3 separate regions of the Mus musculus genome follow, and all the other regions are linked to region 2. The links are chromatin contacts, called in public Hi-C and HiChIP or PLAC-seq maps. All regions are on one chromosome and are shown on one strand. The core of a region is the stretch at or near the end of the contact, and the rest is flanking DNA. Distances in the headings are between cores, read along the strand shown.

Region 1 (2,849 bases), core at 192-2,691, 850 kb before region 2:
ATGTACCAACTGGTCCTGCTCCTAATGTTGTGATAATTTCCCTTGATTTTTTTCTTTGTCTTCCTTATCTAGTGTAATTTCAGTTGATCTCTCTGAAGTTTGCTGATTCTTTTTCTGTCTCTTCAAACCCAGTTCTGAATAGCTCCAGGAAGTTTTGCTTTCAGTTTTACACCTTTTCTAACTTTATAATTTGTGGTCATCTTAGACCACTCAGGGCCACAGTGATAGTTTCTATTTGTGCACACACTGTGTGTGCTCTGAATTTCTCAGCTACTTGGCCATGTTTTCTCTTTTGCCTCCAAAAGCAATCGTCTTAAAATTTTTGTCAATCAAGTATGCACTTCCTTGGTAACAAATTTTTGTCTTCTGTGTATATTCTACACTGTGCTTACTGTGATATGTTTGTGGTCCCTGTTTGTTTGTTTGTTTTATGGAATAACCACAGATTGGAAAAACAAAGGGGTCTAGCATGAGATTTTGCAACAGTGGGTTCATTATCTATAATATACTCTATTTTTCAAACTCTCATATATCCTTAAGTCTACCAGAACTATACGGGAACAAAAATGATTTTTTTCCTTTCATTCTTCATGAAGTCTTATCTAGGACTGTCTGTAACAAAAGATAGATTAATAGGAGAAAAAACACTTGAATATTTTGTAACCTCTTGTGCACATGAGAGAAATCAGTAAATCTTTAGAGTTAAAAAAATGGTTTGATATTAGGCTTAAATATTGTTCTTGGTAAGAAGAAAGTCTGTGGGGAGAGGCTCTGTTATGATGCAATCATCATGCTGTAAAGATTCAAGTCGGTGCCTTCTTCATCACCTTGTTTGGAAGAAGGCTCAGGGCTAATCATCCAGCGTGCAGCAAGTCCCTGTAGTTAATACGCAGTAGTATAAAGGCATGTGTCCTGATCTTGTCATGTCTTTTCCCTTCATGATAGTGGTTTCTTTATAGATGTAAAACAGAATCTCTTTTGTATTTGCACTTTCCAAAATCAGATCAAAATAATTCTTACACCAGTGAAGGCTATTTAAAGACACAGAAATAAATTATAAATTATATACTATATATTATTGCCTCCTTCCTTCCTTCTTCCCTTCCCATCTCTGTCTTTGGCAACCAAGGTCACAAGCAGTAGGGATCCCAAGATGATTTTCTTAGTCAGCAGTCTTGTTAGTAACCTGGAGATTTTCCTTCATATGCCTGCAAATGTGTGGACTCCAGTGTTCAGTCCCCATGCTGCATCAGTACTACTGGTATGCACCATTTCACCATGTAGTTCCTCTTTTCTTTTTTCACTTTCTATTTTTGTAGTTGTTGTTGTTGTTTTGATATTTGGTTATTTTTTAAATTTATATATCAAGTGTTAGCTCCCTTCCCAGTTTCCCCTCCTCAAACCCCCTATCTCCTCTCCTTCCACTCTGCTTCTTTGAGAGTGCCCTCCACACTCTTGCCTCACCTCTCTAGCATTCCTCTATACTGAGGCGTCCAACCTTCACAGGACCAAGGATCTCCCCTCCCTTTGATGCCAGATAAGGCAATCCTCTGCTACATATGCAGCTGGAGCCATGGGTGTCTCTGTGTGTACTCTTTGGTTGTTGGTTTAGCCCCTGGGAGTTCTGGGGGATCTGCTTGGTTGATAAACGGCTCCTTCAGCATTTTTCCTATCTCTTCTTTTATTTATTTATTTATTTATTTATTTATTTATTTGGTATTTTCTTCATTTACATTTTCAATGCTATCACAAAATCCCCCATATGCCCCCCCCACTCCCCTATACTCCCACTCCCACTTCTTGGCCCTGGTGTTCCCCTGTACTGAGGCATATAAAGTTTGCAAGACCAATGGGCCTCTCCTCTGATGGCTGACGATGTCATCTTCTGATACATATACAGCTAGAGACATGAGCTCCAGGGGGTACTGGTTAGTTCAAAATGTTGTTCCACCTATAGGATTGCAGACCCCTTTACCTCCTTGGGTACTTTCTTTAGCTCCTCCATTGGTGGCCCTATGATCCATCCAATAGCTGACTATGAGCATACACTTCTGTGTTTGCTAGGCCCCAGCTTAGCCTCACAAGAGACAGCTATATCAGAGTCCTTTCAGCAAAATATTGCTTGTGTATGCAATGGTGTCAGCGTTTGGAGGCTGATTATGGGATGGAGTCTCTAAATGGTCCATCCTTTCGTCTCAGCTCCAAACTTTGTCTCTGTAACTCATTCCATGAGTGTTTTGTTCCCAATTCTAAGAAGGGGCAAAGTGTTCACACATTGGTCTTCGTTCTTCTTGAGTTTGATGTGTTTTGAAAATTGTATCTTGTATCTTGGGTATCTTACGTTTCTGGGCTAATATCCACTTATCAATGAGTACGTATCATGTGAGTTCTTTTGTGATTGGGTTACCTCACTCAGAATGATGCCCTCCAGGTCCATCCATTTGCTTAGGAATTTCATAAATTCATTCTTTTTAATAGCTGAGTAATACTCCATTGTGTAAATGTACCATATTATCTGTATCCATTCCTCTATTAAGGGGCATCTGGGTTCTTTCCAGCTTCTAGCTATTATCAATAAGGCTGCTATGAACATAGTGGAGCATGTGTCCTTCTTACCGGTTGGAACATCTTCTGGGTATATGCCCAGGAGAGGTATTGCAGGATCCTCCGGTAGTACTATGTCCAGTCTGAGGAACTGCCTGACTGATTTCCAGAGTGGTTGTAAAAGCTTGCAATCCCACCAACAATGGAGGAGTGTTTCTCTTTCTCCACATCCTTGCCAGTATCTGCTGTCACCTGAATTTTTGATCTTAGCCAATCTGACTGGTGTGAGGTGGAATCTTAGGGTT
Region 2 (2,870 bases), core at 108-2,607:
AATTATTTTGATAAGATCAGGGTTGTGGGCCCTTTTGTTGTTTTTCGGCTTCCTTATTTGCTAATAATTCAGATTCAGTGCTGAAGACTAACAAATCTCTTGACCAGGCAGGTTGGAAATGCAGAACTCTGAAAATAATACAGCAGCGATATTTTATAGACCTTTCGATGTGAAAAAGCTTATGGTCCAAATTCATATCACTGAGAGAAGTGAATGAGAGCTTACTATTCATGTAGGCAAAGAATGCATCCTGCTGAGAAAATTAATCAGGATTTACCTAAGTAAAAATTATAAACAGAAGTCTCAGGAGTCGTTGATAGGTTACAATATCTAGTTGAATCAATCCTGCACAAACTACACAGGATGATCTGTTTCTTTAAAAAATGCTCAGTGGTGTAAAAAGGAATAAAATTACATTTGTTTTTGGTCCTGAGTGGTTACAGTAGGATTATTGACTACCCTGTAATTCAATGCCCCATTTAACGAGAATGATATTAATTATGAGCACATTATTTTAAAAATTTCCAAAGCAGATTCTTTTGTGTCCACAGTGTGAAAACTCAGTGTCTGCCCATAGTCAGAGTTAGCTCTCCCTACAGTCCAGGGCAGCATGGAGGGGAGGCCAGCAAGTGGTTTGTGTGCATCTGGACCTTTCGGTGTCACTCAGGAAGCCTGGAAAATCTTTCAGCAAAAATGCTCATGCCATTTACCTCAGCATGACCTCACAGGCCCAGCATCTTGAGTCTGTCCAAGGATGTTTTATCCACAGCGCAGCCCACCTTGAAAGTTGTTATTCTAGAATATTCTTTATCCTAGAGTGAAATGTGAGGGCTCTTCTGCGTCACCGAACCCAAGGGTTAAGGTCAAGGGTAAGGGCAGAAAGGGAGATCCTTCCAACGCCTGCCCTGCCTTCCTATGCAGGTGCTTCAGATGTTTTCTCTTCACTTAGACCCTTGTCCATGAAACTGACTCAGCTTCTCTGAGGAGCATGTGAGGCTGCCATTCAAGGACATCTGACAACTGCAGTTTTCCTTGGAACATCACCATGTTAGTTGTTAGAACAATTTCAACGGACTACGTGGCGTTATGAGTTCACACAGTCTTGACTTGCAACTTATGGTCTTAGAGAAAATTTTTAAAAATTTAGATTACTTGAAAACCTTTCGAAACTGAAGCTTTTATGCCACTAGGGAGTGCAAAGCAGTCAGGTGTGCTTAGCCTTTATGCCATGGTTGTTGGTACAATCGAGAACGCACACTCTCTCTTTTTCTTTTTGAGTGGAACACATGAAGGAAAGCAGTTGCGAGAGACGGAAACCAACTCTTTTTCCATTCACCTTATTATTGAGCTGTGGTTTCCCAGCTTCCGTTTCTGTTATCAGAAGATCTGAAGCAAAGCTTCAGTTATGCAGAGAGAATGAGTTAACATCTAATCAAGTAGGAAAATAGCTTTAAACACCTGCTCCGAATTTGTAATATAATATTCAGAATAATATGACCTGGTAAATTACAGTTTAAAACCAGTGTAAGAAGCATGTCCTATTATAATGTCCATCAGGCATTTAATACCATTGTTCTTGTTTATTTCGTTTACTTAAGTTATAAAGAGTGTGTCTCATTCTTCTGAGAAATCTAGCATCTAACAGGTGTTTAATAACAGCATGCCTCTATGAAAATTATCTCAAGGGCACCCTTAGCAAAGGAGAGCAAGTCATTAAATACTAGTTTTAAAGTGACCTCAAAGCTTTACAATTAAGCAGCAAAGCTCACTTGTTATGCCTGTCTCCCTCTAGGGGATGATATGGTGCCAGGGACAGTGTGTTGGTGTTTTGAGAGACACTGGAGAAAGACAAAGAAAGGCAAATTTCTTAGGGTAGTATGCAAGCTGAAGAGAGAGAGGGAGGGAGAAGGGAGGGAGAGAGAGATATTAAGACAGAGAGAGATAGAGAGACAAAGAGAGATGGAGAAGGAGAGAGAAGAAGGGGAAGTGAAGGAGGAGTGAGATCAAAGTACAGTGTGCATGGACATGGCCTTTCCAAATTCATTTATTTCCAAACACAGTAGTATGAGTCTCTAACCGCCTCAGTGTGATAGCAGCAGATGTTCATTGCAACTACTGCAGAAAGCAGTGACTGTAGTGGAAAGGTGCTGGTCCCCAGCAGCCTGATGGAGGTATCACGCCTCCCAGAGGTAAAAAGAAAAATGGACTCTTAAAGGAAAGAAGTCTGCCTTTCTCATGGAGGTGATTGTAGCTGTGAACAGTAAAGAAGCAATATAGACACCCTCAACAGTGTATTATCCTTCATGATAATCGAGGGGGCAGCTAATGATTTGAGTGGGAGAGTGACTCAGAAGTCTACCAGACTCACACTCTACTAAGCTGTAGGAGTCTCTTATTGAAAATCTGCATCTTAGGCAGGTAAAGAAAATAGAAAGGAATCATAGTAAAAATAATTTATTCATATATACATAGACTATTTTGTTGCACGAGCTTAAATTGCCTTTTCCACAGCAACCAGTTTGGATCCAATTGAATACAATAAATGTCTTGTGACAGTGCTTGCATTTTTGCTTTGTGATTTCGGGCAAATGCAGAAAGATTACTGATGCATTCCTAGTCCAGAAATATGGTCTCTATTGATTGCGTTGACATGATAAATAGCAGTTTTACATGTTAATATTTATTCAGAGATGCTATTGCATCTATTATGAGCGTAAGTGCTTATAGAACCATTTATTGACATTCATTTTTAGTTGAGCCTAAGTTATCATTAGTGGTCTTTCCATAAATAGGCATTTGACACTTGAATATATTTAATAAAATGCATGTGCTAATTGTATTTGCCTGGACTCACAAGTCATGTTTTTAAA
Region 3 (2,700 bases), core at 47-2,546, 790 kb before region 2:
CATATGCAGAGAATTGCCATTTCTCTGGTTACTATTGCCAAATGGTTGTGAAAGTTATCTGTGTGGCCAGCCCTCCCAAGCGAGCTCTTAGGTTTTGGTTTTGCTGCTGCAACAGTACCACTAACGGGGCAATTTTTACGAAATGAAAGTTTAGTTGGTTCTCAATTCAGGAGGATGCAAAGTTTAAGTTCAAATTGCTGGCACCTGGTGAGATACTCCTTGCTGCTTTATTATCTGGGAGAGGGCATAGAAGGTGAGAACATAAAAGTTGGGGTTTCTTTCTTCTGGTAGATCTAATAATCCTATCATGGATACTTCATACTCAGGATCTTATGTAATATTTTTAATCCCAAAGGCCTCACTTTAAAAAACCACCAATACGTGAATGTGTAGATTGAGTTTCAAACAAGCATAAGAACTTTGGAGATATATTCAAAATGTAGTGATCTCCGAGGAAGCTTTGAATTCATATAATCTGCACACACTAAGGAAATGGACAACCAATAACTGGCCCAACTGGAGACCCATACCATGGACAAGCACCAATCTCTGACACTATTAATGATACTCTATTATGCTTGTTGACAGAAGCATGTTGTCCTTTGAGAGCCTCCACCTAAAAGCCGACTCAGACAAATACAGATTCCCACAGCCAAATACTGGATAGAGCTTTGGGGGTCTTATGAAAGAATATGGGAAAAGATTGTGGGCCCTGAAGGGGACAGGAATTTCACAGGAAGATCAACAAAACCAACTAACCTGGATTCTTGGAAATCTCAGATTCTGAACCACCAACCAAAGAACATACACAGGCTGGACCTAGGCCTTCGCACACGTATGTAGCAGATGTACAGCTTGGTCCGTGTGTGGGTCCCAAACAACTGAAACAGAGGCTATTCCGAAAGGTATAGCCTGTATGTGGGATATGTTCTTCTTGTTGGGCTACCTTGTCTGGCTTCAACAGGAGAGGAAACACCTAGCATCACAGAGATTTAATGTGCCAGAGTGGGAGGATGCCTGGGCAGGGGGCACACACTCATAAGAGAAGGGGAGAGGGTATGAGAAAGGATTGTGGCAGGGGGTGACCAGGAGGGGGACAGTGAATGGGAAATAAAATGGATGATGAAGAAGAAGATGATGATATTAAAATAAAAATTCTGCTCATAAAGTTAGTTAGAAAGATCCTTGTGCTCCAGGCACACACAGTTCTATTTCCTACCACCTCTCCTACCAACTGTTTTCATAACCTCAGGGCTAATGCAGAGAGGTACCAGGGTGTGGCAGGCTGTACCAATGAAAGCTCAATGAAAAGACAAAGGAATCAAAGCCAGAACTGACAGGGGACAGCATGAAAGCTGTAGTTACACCTGCCAAGCTGGGGAGTATAGGCATCTTAACTCGACTGTCTCCCACAGGAATGCAGAATACTGTTCACATTTTCTGAAGAGAAAGAACAGCTTCCACTTGCCTGTGCTTCAGTCTCCTCCAACAGAAGACTCTGCAACCAGAAAAGAAGATCCAGTCTTTTTTGTAAGTCTCTGACTGACCTAATGTGTGGTGAGCTTGATACCACAGAGGGACCTTCTTTAACAGATCCTTAAATTTCAGGTCTGGAATTTGACACTTTCCAATGACATATTTCAACCTGTTCACCAAGTAGACAGAAAATCAGCTTTTAGACTGTTGGTGCCAGGTTGGTGATACCAAGTTTGGCTTCCTTCTGAAGGCTTTAGGACCAATTTCATGCCTATCATGTGAGTGGATTTTCACTGCCTTTCCTGCCCTTATCCATTTCACAGACTTGCAAAAGTGTTCCAGGTTACTGAAGTCCTGTAAGCATGGTCAGGACATGGTAAGTACATAGAGGTCTTTCCCACCGTGTATAATGGAACACTTGGCAAAAACACTTTTGTGGTGATTTATGTCCCATCACATTTTTTTCTTTTGCAAACAAGTATAGTTTTCAAAATGAGAGATGAGTTACATTAATTGGACTATCATTCTTCAAAATATGTAGAAAAAAGGCAAAATTACTGCTAACATTCAAATAATATGAATAAGGACATAAGAAACACCTTAGTCAATTGGCTTACGGAAATACATCCAAATCTTCACCATTTTAGATAGCACGCCTAATTTTATTCTATTATATAGTCTTAAACTTCTGTAATATATTTGTCTTATTACAGGTTGTGTTGTTATAGCACAACTCCTAGGGCTTAATCAGCCAACATTTCTGCATGTTTCAAAGCATTCCTTTGTCATCTGTTGCTTCTGGAGAGGCTGCATGCTAGCTTCATCACATTGCTCTAGATGCTAGCAGAAAAGAAAAAAAAAACATAAACACACTTTAAAAGGGAGAATTAGAACTGGGCAAGTTCTTTTTGTAAACTTCAGTTCTGGGGACCAACTCCTTGTGTAAACTGACTTCATTAACCCTTCCTAAAGGACATGCTTTCTGGACCACTCAACATCCTCCTTTTCGTCCCCTCCTCTTAATCCTCTTTCTGCTCTTTCATCTTCCACTCCTTGGAAGTGAGCTAGATGCTTACACATTCAAGTAGACTTCCCCTTCTACATCCTCAGCCTAAGGCCTAACTTCTTAAAAGTGTATTATTGCTCAAAACTTACATGACACATGAAACTTCACTATAATACAAGTACTACCAAGTCACAGCATCATACATTGGTGGGAAAACA

What was found. HiChIP or PLAC-seq counts read pairs in DNA pulled down with a chosen protein or histone mark. Hi-C and Micro-C count contacts between places; a contact is called where the count stands out from the background.
Region 1: a contact with region 2 is called in a RAD21 HiChIP or PLAC-seq map of pro-B cells, with 15 times the contacts expected there. The contact joins two enhancer-like sites. A contact is called at or near these places in 1 of 15 datasets of contacts at CTCF or cohesin (pro-B cells) and 4 of 115 datasets of contacts at active chromatin or transcription factors (T-cell acute lymphoblastic leukemia, acute myeloid leukemia, double positive thymocytes and 1 more).
Region 3: a Hi-C map of Th1 cells shows a contact between it and region 2, with 6 times the contacts expected there. The contact joins two enhancer-like sites. A contact is called at or near these places in 1 of 15 datasets of contacts at CTCF or cohesin (pro-B cells), 4 of 484 Hi-C or Micro-C datasets (CD4 T cells, the N1E-115 cell line and Th1 cells), 2 of 115 datasets of contacts at active chromatin or transcription factors (DN3 thymocytes and T-cell acute lymphoblastic leukemia) and 1 of 9 other capture datasets (embryonic tail).

The regions. Positions count from the first base shown.
Region 1 is chr4:7,748,758-7,751,606 of GRCm38.p6, reverse strand. No RefSeq gene overlaps it. Among named protein-coding and RNA genes, the nearest start is that of Gm23860, 71 kb to the left of the region's middle. Within about 2 kb of position 1,441, at least 12 of the 459 cell types and tissues checked have an H3K27ac peak or open chromatin away from gene starts, as enhancers often do. A contact at or near this core is called in pro-B cells, where this site is marked.
Region 2 is chr4:6,900,763-6,903,632 of GRCm38.p6, reverse strand. All of the region lies in intron 1 of Tox (thymocyte selection-associated high mobility group box), which reads left to right. Among named protein-coding and RNA genes, the nearest start is that of Tox, 89 kb to the left of the region's middle. Within about 2 kb of position 1,357, at least 45 of the 459 cell types and tissues checked have an H3K27ac peak or open chromatin away from gene starts, as enhancers often do. A contact at or near this core is called in Th1 cells and pro-B cells, where this site is marked.
Region 3 is chr4:7,686,022-7,688,721 of GRCm38.p6, reverse strand. No RefSeq gene overlaps it. Among named protein-coding and RNA genes, the nearest start is that of Gm33752, 38 kb to the right of the region's middle. Within about 2 kb of position 1,296, at least 15 of the 459 cell types and tissues checked have an H3K27ac peak or open chromatin away from gene starts, as enhancers often do. A contact at or near this core is called in Th1 cells, where this site is marked.